Linked DNA regions of Mus musculus: all the other regions are linked to region 3. A link is a contact called in public HiCAR-type data. All regions are on one chromosome and are shown on one strand. Each heading gives the region's core, a stretch centred on a gene start, on an enhancer-like site or on the middle of the called end of the contact. The rest is flanking DNA. Distances are from core to core; before and after follow the strand shown. Region 1 holds the start of Pank3 (pantothenate kinase 3). Region 2 holds the start of Rars (arginyl-tRNA synthetase). Region 3 holds the start of Fgf18 (fibroblast growth factor 18).

What was found. HiCAR-type assays count read pairs that join an accessible place to other places.
Region 1: a contact with region 3 is called in a HiCAR-type map of astrocytes, with 4 times the contacts expected there. The contact joins the promoter of Pank3 here to the promoter of Fgf18 in region 3. A contact is called at or near these places in 1 of 484 Hi-C or Micro-C datasets (CD8 T cells), 1 of 115 datasets of contacts at active chromatin or transcription factors (astrocytes) and 2 of 9 other capture datasets (adipose tissue and liver).
Region 2: a HiCAR-type map of astrocytes shows a contact between it and region 3, with 5 times the contacts expected there. The contact joins the promoter of Rars here to the promoter of Fgf18 in region 3. A contact is called at or near these places in 2 of 39 promoter capture datasets (embryonic stem cells and pre-B cells), 1 of 484 Hi-C or Micro-C datasets (pre-megakaryocyte-erythroid progenitors), 1 of 115 datasets of contacts at active chromatin or transcription factors (astrocytes) and 2 of 9 other capture datasets (adipose tissue and liver).

What each region holds. Positions count from the first base shown.
Region 1 is chr11:35,768,170-35,771,594 of GRCm38.p6, forward strand. It overlaps Pank3 (pantothenate kinase 3), which reads left to right and starts at 1,326. Exons shown (of 7, transcript NM_145962.2): 1 at 1,326-1,778. The coding sequence starts at 1,751.
Region 2 is chr11:35,832,538-35,835,802 of GRCm38.p6, forward strand. Rars (arginyl-tRNA synthetase) reads right to left here and starts at 1,991. Exons shown (of 15, transcript NM_025936.3): 1 at 1,900-1,991; 2 at 635-769. The coding sequence starts at 1,944.
Region 3 is chr11:33,145,503-33,148,873 of GRCm38.p6, forward strand. It overlaps Fgf18 (fibroblast growth factor 18), which reads right to left and starts at 1,898. Exons shown (of 5, transcript NM_008005.2): 1 at 1,740-1,898; 2 at 1,543-1,579. The coding sequence starts at 1,771. RefSeq lists promoters at 1,715-3,371, 1,715-2,658 and an enhancer at 2,473-2,503.

The DNA of each region.
Region 1 (3,425 bases), core at 76-2,575, 2.6 Mb after region 3:
CCAAAGAAGAATGTCAAGTGAATCTGAAAGTCGCCAGAACACCAAAGCTAACTTTCCATTATATCCACCAGTACACAGTAATTAAACCAGACCTGCCAGACCCAACTCATTCCCATAAGCTCTAACCTAGTCCCATGAGATGTAATACAGTCTCTAGAGAAAGTCATTGATCAACCGCAAGACTGGTGTCCCCATTACCCAGTCACTTCCTGAAGGCCCCACCTTCTCACACTACTTCATTGAGAAATGAAGCCTCAGTGTGAATTTTGGCTTAGAGCAACTAAATCCAAACTATAGCAATCAGCAAAGGCAGGACAGCAGAGCTCGCCAGTTAGATTGTTTCTTGGAATGCTATCTTCCAGGGCCAACTCCCCAGGGGCAAGCACATGGAGGTTCCTACCAAGCCACATATTGTCAATGACTGAATTCTTTGCCATCTAAGACATAAAAGTGGAGGAGAGGCCATGTCCTTGATACCATCTCTTCCTTTTCCGATGGATGATCTCAAATCACAAGAGGCGTAGAGAAAAGGGTATCCTGGGTTTATTCTGAGAACTGGTGCATCTAATTCTTTTCTCTGAAAGTCACTTTCCTCTTTATAATGAGGAGCTAGACTAGAGAGATCCTGTGAGGAACCTGAAAGGCATGTGCTTTCAAACGTTTTGTTTTATGAGACAGGGTTTCTCTGTAGCTCTGGGTGTCCTGGAACTCGCTCTGTAGACCAGGCTGGCCTCGAATTTCCAGAGATCTGCCTGCCTCTGCCTCCACAGAGTTCAGGGATTAAAGGCGTTGCACCACGACCATACTACAACTTTCAAGTGTTTCGACTGCCTCGTTCCTGCCGTATCTTCACAGTAAATAAAACTCGCATGTGACTCAAAAGGCTGCTAGACTACATTACATTAAATAATAATTATGTAGCAAATGTTACCATCTTTAGTGACCTTCCAACCCCAATATTCAAGGTGTTCCTTTAGCGGATGACTTATCTCATCAAACGTATTCAGTGGTCTGGACCCCTGAATTTTGACACAGCCATCACAGGGAAAAACCATCAAGAGGAAAATCTGCGACTGCGTGACAGCCACAGCGCCCTCAGAGTTCACAACCCCTCTCTTCTTTCAGCCGCTACGAGACCAGAGCCCGGGAATTGCCAGGACCGCCCACGGCTTGCTACCATTGGCGGCCTCCTTGCTGGCGTGACTAAGGCTCCGCCTCTTCCCCGCTGGGACCACTCTGAGGCGATCTCCGGAAGCGGAGGGGGGCTAGAAATAGGGGTCGAGAGGCATCCTGGGCTTTGTAGTCCGCCTGAGCATCTGCCGCAGGAGAGTGGAGCCTCACTCTACGGAGAACTACAACTCCTAGCAGCCCCGCGGAGAGCGAGGCGAGGAGGCCTGAGTCACGTGGGCGCTGGGCCTGGGCGGGCTATTTCTCAGTGCGGCGGCGGCGGCGGCGGCGGCTCGGGGGACCGGGGCCTTTTGTTCGGAGCGGCTGCGGGGGGCCACGGAGCGGCGAGGCCCGCGGCCTTCCCCGGCTCGCTCGGTCCCGGCCGCCCCTTGCGGGGTTGCTGGGCCGCCCCGTGGGCCGCCTGTGGCCTCAGGCGCCGCCGCCCCGCCCTAGGCCCGCCCCACCCGGCCTGAGGGGAGGAACCGGCCGGGCCTCGCCGCGCGGCCCAGCCAGCTCCGGAGTATTCACCTCTCCTCGCTGAGCTCTGCACCCGAGGCTACCCCTCGCGCCTTAGGCCGACGCCATGAAGATCAAGGATGCCAAAAAACCCTGTAAGATGGGACCGGGGACCCGTGGGTTGGGAAGACGGGCCTTGGAGCCTCTGGCGGAGCGGCCCGCTTTAAGCTCGCGACTGTTCTCGGACGCCAGCCAGGGAGGGAAGGGAGGGATCGCTGCAGCCCCAGGTTGCAGGCGGCGGGCTTCCCCACCCCCATGCATGAGGGCCAGGCTCCTGCGGTCCCCCTGCCCGCTGCTCTCTTGCTCCTGCAGATCTGGGAGGTGCACGGGAGAATCTTGACTCGGGTTTTACCAAAATGGGAGCACAGCTACCAGGCCCCTCTTGAAAAGAGGTAGTCATGGCTGTCAGATAGGGGTTGGTACACCACCTCCCTCCCATTTTCCCCAGTTTCTGGGTTTCCTGCGCGTGTCCTTGAAGTCCAGGTGGGTTCCTGGGAGTTGTCAGCCTTGCATTTGGAGCTGTTCAACGCTTGTGCATGTACTCTGCCTGTAGATAAATTAATGGCTTGGGCAGTTTAGAAAATCAGCTGGTTTTGTGTTTTAGGGAGCAGATAAACACCAAGGTTAAACATCGTATTTCAGCTATTTCGAACACATTAATATGGTGATAAATACCTCGAGCTTTTTTCTGTAGTTGTACATGCATATACATGCAAAGGTTCTAACCCTGTTATGAGAGACACATCAAGGTTCACAAGCTGTCTTTTAAATGCCTCTTATTCCTGCGGTTGGCTTGTTTATTGGCTCAGTCTTTGTGAATGTTGTTCTTTCATTCTCTACTAACTGGGCATGTGGGGATCTGTGTTCCTGTCATAGAGGTTTTACAGATTTTAGTGTTTTATGCCATCTACAACTGCGCCTAGAGGTCAGCTGTAAAGGGGGCATGAACATCTTCCCTGCCTGTTCCCATAAACCTCACAGACTCAGCTTCCAACGCAGTCCAGAAACATTTACTTAAAACGTGAGAGTTCTCAGTGCTTAAAGATGAGGAAAGAGAACTTTGCTTCAGTGACTTTTAGTCCCCTCCTTGTACTGGCTCAAAGTGCAGTGCTGCTTCCCTTCCACCTACAGGGCATGGTCCTTAAGAGACAGTGTTTGTTTGTTTTTAGATTATCTGCTTATAGAAAGCATTAATGATGCTTTCGTTTCGTTTCGTTTTGTTTGTTTGTAGACAAGATTTCTCTGCAGCTTTGGCTGTCCTGGAACTCACTTTGTAGACCAGGCTAGCCTCTAACTCAGAAACCTGCCTGCCTCTGCCTGTCTAATGCAGGGATTAAAGGCGTGTGCCACCACACTAACTTTTTACTTCAAATCTGAACCAGGGTGTGGTGGTACACAGCTTTTACCCCAACATTCAGGAAGCAGAGACGAGTAATCTCCCCAAATTCTGAGGCCAGTTGGAGTTATGTGGTGAGATCTTGTCTCAGAAAAACAAAAACAAAAAAAGGAAGTCTGAAACAGTGACCACGTTTACATTTTCTGGGATAAATTAATGCACCTTAGGCTAGCATGGTGGCTCACATTTGTGATCCCAACTCCAGTACCTTCCTTCAGTGAACTTTCTCTGCTTGTTGTAGAATTTACATTTGGTTGATGGGACTTGGTGACTTGTGCCTTTAATCCCATGAGAGGCAGGCAGATCTCTTGAGTTCAAGACCAGTCTGGTCAACAGAACTAGTTTC
Region 2 (3,265 bases), core at 741-3,240, 2.7 Mb after region 3:
AGGCTATTCAAATGGTGGCATGGTAGTACACACCTGTAAACCCAGCCTGAGAGACACAGAAGAAGAAAATGCACTTCAAGATGGAGGCAGCCCAGCCCAGAAGCCAGCCTGGTCTGTATAGAGAGGCTGTTGGATGGGGAGGAGGAGAGGCAGAGAAAGTTTCGCAACATTAAATGAAAAGAACCCCAAAAGATGCTATAAAGCATAACACAAAACTGCAAAATAAACAACTTCATTGCAGAGGAGTTAGGAATCAGTGAGTGCATTTTAAAACATCCCTGTTAGTTGCTCCTGAGAAACTGTTTCTTTTACAGTAGTTAAAATGGTTTTAAAAACAAAAGACATTCCTTTGACAGCATGGACATAAGCCTTTGAAGAAATCTCAACTTCCAAACCATTAAACCATCGTAATGAACCACTTAAAAGGGGTATCATAATAAACTACTTAAAAGGGCCCTGGGAAGCCAGTGCCGCCCCACTTTCTCCAGCCTAATGAGTCCTAACTTGCCTTATGCAGGAAAACTGATTTCTAAACAAACTCCTCTTCTCAATTCTTATAGCACGTACTTCTAGAATCTTCAGTAACAACAACAACAGCAACAACAAATTATTTGAAAACATCCGGAGCACTTACCCTTCGAAGAATATTCAGCCTATACTTCAATTTTAAATTTTCTTCTCGTAACTGTTCCAAACTTGGAGAAGCTTCCAAGCAGCCACAGTTCTTCAGCCGGTCGATCTCAGCAGTCAGAGCCTTAATCTCCCTTTCCTGTAAGGGAAAGGCAACTTTTCCAGGTCAAACAAATGCTTCCCGGATAATGGCAAACCTTACCACAGACTTCCTCATTTCGCTCTCCACAACATGTGGGGTAGAAAAATGAGAATGGACTTTGCAATGATTTTACTGACGTCAGCAATCATCCTTTATGAGATGGAACTGAGTTCACATGTGTGTGCTGGGGATGAGGGACTGCGGGGCAGAGAATATAACTCAGCCAAGTGTGCATGGCAGTACACATCTCCAGTCCTAGCAGTTGAGAGGCTGTGAGTTGAAAGTCCAGGGCCAGAGTCAAACACGGAAGTCTCTTCTTTAGCTAGGTGCATCCTGATTTAGTCAGAGTACAAGTTTCTGGCTTTACTACCTGTGTTGCTAAATCTAATGACTTGGGACTAAAAAAAACCAAACCAAATCAAAAACGACAAAACAAACCAACAAACATCAGTAGGAGTTGGGGACTTGCACCCCTCAGTGCTGCTTGCCACACATAGGCCTTGGCTCTGGGTTAGATCCCGAGACAAAAAGGAGTCAATCCATCTTTTGTCATATTCGAAATCACTCAAGTGTCCGTCTTTGCCTTTTCTGGGTCTACGTAAACTTCATATATATATGGTTTTTTTTTTCCCCATCTCTCCAAGATCTGCTACTATTCACTGGACTCAGCAGTAAAGAGCTTGTCCATTTATTTTGCACCTCGGGGATGATTTGCATAAAAGCAGTTATTGTCCAGGGAAGACTTAGACAAACTGAGTTCCTAACGCTAGTGTCTAGGCCCGAAAAAGAAAAGGGGCTGGTCTTACTTTCGTTTTTCAAAATTGTGACACTGTTCCAGACCAACACTGGCGGCTTCTTGGGAAGTTTCCGGCTGGGTCTCAGGGCACACCTGTCCTGCTCTAACCTGGCCTGGGCGACCAGCAGAGTGAGCCTCGCTCGCTGTCCACCCTCTCTTCTCTGAGTGACAGTCGCACGACCCGGCCAAGAGGAAAGGGCCAGCGGAGCAGCAAGGCTTCGCAAGCCCCGAGGTCCCGGACTGGGGTCGCCGCGGCCGCCTGTGGAAGCCACTGCGGACTCTGCCCCGCCGCCGCCCGCTCCAGAGCCCTCCGCCCCGCCCAGGGACAAACCTGCTGCAGCAACCGCGCGGAGCACTGAGCCACCAGACCGTCCATCCTCTCGTCAGCGACTCACATGCCAAGCGGCCGGAAGCGGAAGTGTCTAGTTTGGGCCGGAAACGGAAATTCCTACCCGGGTAAGTCACTGTTTTTGGTTTTTCAGGGCGCGCCCTCTGCTGCCCCCTAACGGGATCCAGGAGACACTGCGAGAGAGGCGGGGAGCAGGCCAAAGCAACCTACCCTCTGCTTGGAGGCATGGCGCGGGCATGGGCACAGAACCCATCCCTCTTTTGTTTTGATTTTTTGTGTTTTTTGTTTTTGTTTTTTTCGAGACAGGGTTTCTAGCCCTGGCTGTCCTGGAACTCCCTCTGTAGACCAGGCTGACCTCGAACTCAGAAATCCACCTACCTCTGCCTCCCAAGTGCTGGGATTAAAGGCATGCGCCACCACTGCCTGCAACTCATCCCTCTGTTAAACAGGCATTTTTGTTGTTGTTCACATTAAGGTGCTAGATACTCTCTCCAGGATGTGAAGATGTTTAGAATGTATGATAAAAAAAGGTCCTTAAACTAATGGAGACTGCCTGAAAGGGGAAAGAGAAAACAATGGCTTTCCTTTTCATTGTATGTGTAGTGCGCGCGTGCACGCGCACATGTGCATGTGTAGACTTTTTGTATTCCACTCTGACCTTTGACTCTCCATCCTCCTGCCTCAGCCTCCTTACCAGGCAAACAATGTTTTAATTACCAAGAAAGGAAGGTGGTACAATGACTTGAGCCAGGCAGCCTCTTGGAGCATCTCTCAGGCTCTTCTGTTCGTTTGAAAGATGTAGCCCAGGGTAGTCTTGCATTTAGCTGAGCTTCTGATCTTTTGTCTTGAACTTCTGATCTTTTTCTTTCCACCTTCCAAGGGTCGTGGTAACGTGGTTTTACCACCAAGATGGATTTAGTTCACGTTAAAATTTACTTATCTTCATCCTAAACAATAATATCTATGAATCCATGGGCTGAGTGTGTGGGCTAAAGATGCTACATATTAAATAAATATAGGACTTGAGAGGTGGCTCAGTGGTTGAGAGCACTGGCTGTTTTTTTTTCCCCCAGAGGTCCTAGTTTGATCCCAGTATTCACATGGCAGCTCACACTCACCTATGAACATGTAGTTCCCTGGGATTTGATGCTCTCTCCTGGTGTGCAAGCATACATGCAGACAAAACACCCATATACATAAAATAGATAAACTTTCAAAAACAATCAACATATTATTATAGATAATAAAGAATGCAGCCATATCTACCTGTGTTTTCTTTTTGCTAGGTAGAGCGGGCTGGCCTAAAACTCAAGCATTTCCTGTGTTCTGGGATTACATCTGCTGCCTC
Region 3 (3,371 bases), core at 648-3,147:
CTGGAGTGACCCTGGAACCTGCCCTCTGCTTGGGAATTCAGCTGCAGACAGACTAGGCAGCCCATGCCTGGAACTGGCCTTTTCTTTAACATCCACCATTCCCCGACCCTGTCCCCCACCCCCTCACCACATAGGGTCACATCTGCTTTGGCAAACAGCCAGCGTTAAGTTACTGACTCCAGTTGTATTGATTCAAGAAGTCACTGGGGACCCCAGCCTGGCCAATAGAAGGAAAGAGCCATCAGTCTGTCCATCCATCTATCCTTTCAGCCCAGAGTCTCAACTGGTTTTGCACTGAGTTTCATGTCTGTCCCAAGGAACAGTGAAGATTGAACTAGGAACCACGGCCTCAGCTACACACACACACACACTTCCTTGTACCAGAAAACTGGGAGAACCACCTCTAGCTGGTGCACAGGGCTGTCTCCAGGCATCTCCAGAACTCAGAAGGCTACAACCAAGCATCTTCCCATTAGCCCTGCAAGGACACCTGCCTTTCACGGAGAGGGGGAGGGGACAGATAATCCTCTTTTGGCCTATGTCCAGTTTATTCTGGGTCCCCTCCCTTGTAGCTGTAGGTAGGTGGAGGTATTGGGCAGCTGGTGTTTCCTATTCTTATTGCCACCCCCCCCCACACACACACCCCGCCCCACACACACCATGCTGAGGCAGCCCTGGTCTGGTTCTAATCGGGGCTGAAGTCGACTCCCTACCCCCCCCCCCCTTTTCCTTCATTTCCACGGCTTTGGAAGCCAGAGCATTCCAACTGTCTGTGTGCCAAGACCTTCCCGAGTCTGAAAGCTGCTGAAGTAACAGATCAGATTTTAGCAAGTGCTTTCCAGGCTGAGCGCCAAGCCCTTTTCTGATTCACAGAGAGCGAACGGGGACCAGGCAGGGAACAAGCCCTGGGCTGCACCACCTTGGGCAAGGACATGTGGAGCAGAGCGCAGCAGGATGGGGAGAACTCTCTCTCTCTCTCTCTCTCTCTCTCTCTCTCTCTCTCTCTCTCTCTCTCTCCACACACACACACACACACACACACACACACACACACACACACACACAGAGTAATTTACAACTAAAGCTCTCTCTCTCTGGACTCAAAATCCACTTAGCTGAAAACAACCTTTTTGTCTGCAGGGACAAGCAAGCCGTAAAGGGACAGTTGGCATAAAAACCTCTAGGTCCCTACCTCGCCAGCTGTGGTCGGAGGTTGGAGTCCCACACATCACTCGGGCCAGAGTCAGCCCTCCGACTCTGAGAGATTTCCCTACCGAGGCTGACCGAGGCCGCGACAGTCTGCACTGGCTCAAGCAGTAGCTCCTAGCCCTTGGCCTGATACCGCCAGCGCAGGACGCGCGCGAAGCCGCCCTTCTGCGCCCTGGGAACAGGTGCACTGGGCTTGTTGCCCAGGAGGGGTGGGGCACCGAGAGGGGGCGCGGTCCCGGGAAGGGGGGTCGGCCAGCACCTCGAAGAAGAGCGCGCTGGGGTTGGCAGGGGGGTGGGGGAGAGACACGACTCGACTCTCAGGAGCCCACGTACCTGAACCTGGAAGCACAGCAGTAGAAAGTGTAAACACCTGCGGGAGAAAGAGGGAGAGGAGGTCAGTGAGATCCGAGGAAGGGGCACAGATAGACAGACAGACACGTAGCAGAAAGTCGGGCGGACAGACAGACAGAGCCACACACGCACAGGGACAGGCATCCAGGCAGGGTGGCCAGACCCGGGCGGGTGCTTACAGGCAAGTGCAGGCGGAGGGCGCTGAATACATCGCGGGGCGGGGGGGGAGGCGGCGGCTCCTAGCCCAGCCTGCACATGTCCGCTCCGCGCGGCCGGGACCGGGCGCCTCCGCCGCCGCCGCCGCCGCCGCCGCCGCTGCTGCTGCTCCCTCCTTGCCGGCTGCTTCTGCAGACTCTGCTGCTCCGGGGCGCTCCGCGGCGCGCCCTGCGGCATCAGCGCCCCGCGCGGCTCCTCCGGAGCGCTGCGCCCTCCGAGCCGGCGCGGGGGCTGTGGGGCGAACGCGGTGCGGGAGGAGCCCGGCCGGTGCGGGGAAGCTGGACTGAAGCGGGCGGACGGGAGGGCCGTCTGGACGTTCGCGAGACGCGGGCTGCGGGTTCAGTCCAGGGGCAGCATGCACGGCGGGTGCTGCGGCAGAGGCGCCGCAACCGGGACGCGAGGCTAGCGGGGCCGGGGTCAGCGCTCCGAGGCTGGGGCGCGCATCTGCAGTGCGAACGCGTCACGGCCGCTCCGTCTGGGCGCCCGCCGGCTCATGTCTCCTCCTCTGTGTCTCTCCGGCCGTGCGCATCGCCGCCTCCCACCGCTGGCGGCGGCCGGGGCGTTTTCTACGCGAGGGCGGCGAGGGGGCGGGGGGCCAGGGGCGGGTCCGGGCCCGCGCCGGCACAATGAGGATGCGGGGCCCGGGGGCTCCCCCCTCGGGGCGCGGCCGGACGGGCGCTCAGCGCGGCTGGGTGCGCCGCGCCCACATCAAAGCCGGCCCTGCCTGCTCGCCTGCCTGCCGCGGCCTCTCCGCTGCCTCCTCCTTCTGGCGGCTCAGGGTTGGAGGGGAGGCACTCAATACTGTCGGCAATGGGACTGGCCGTTCAGCATGGCAGAACCCACGAAGCTGGACCTGGTGAGCGCTGGAAGCCGTCGGAGCTCTCCGACACAAGGCTAATATTGGCCGAATGGAGCAGGCGGGGTTCCCAAAGAATGCTCACATTTGCTGTTCATATTCACATCCACTAGAGTTGGGAAGCAAGGGGAGGACAGACGAGGCCCGCCCGGTGGGGTGACTCAACTGAAAGGAGTCGTGTTTACCCTTACCCTTAGGCCACGCAAGATAGTGGCTTTTCCCAGACACACGCACCACCACCACAACCACCACCGTGGGATGACTACGCTAAGTAACGCCTTCTTCTGTTTTGCCGTAGGAGATGGCAAAGTCTCAGGGGCGTCTCTCTCCCTTCCCCCGCTCTGGGACTCTAAGGTCGGTTCTAGGGATTCCAGCTGCGTTCTCTAGTTAGGTGACCCGGGTTTTGGAAGCACACGGCTACCACCTAGCGGCTCAAAAATGTCGCTGTAACCTCGCCCCTGAATGGCTACATGCCTGGGAGTAGCCAGGACTCTGGTCAGCGCTCACTCCAGGTCCTCTTCAGTTCGCAATCTAAGCAGCTAGTTTTCCTGCCCTTGATCACCAACCCTGAACTTTTTCTGTCCTTCCATTAACCCCCAAATGTAGATATTGTTGTCAGAGGCCTGCCTCATTCTGTCTAGAGCCTGGGTCAGCCAAGTTCTGCTTTGGACTGATGCTAAAACAAACAGGTCACAGTGGGCAAGAAACTAGAGAACGAGCTCAAAATGCAAAACTCAGG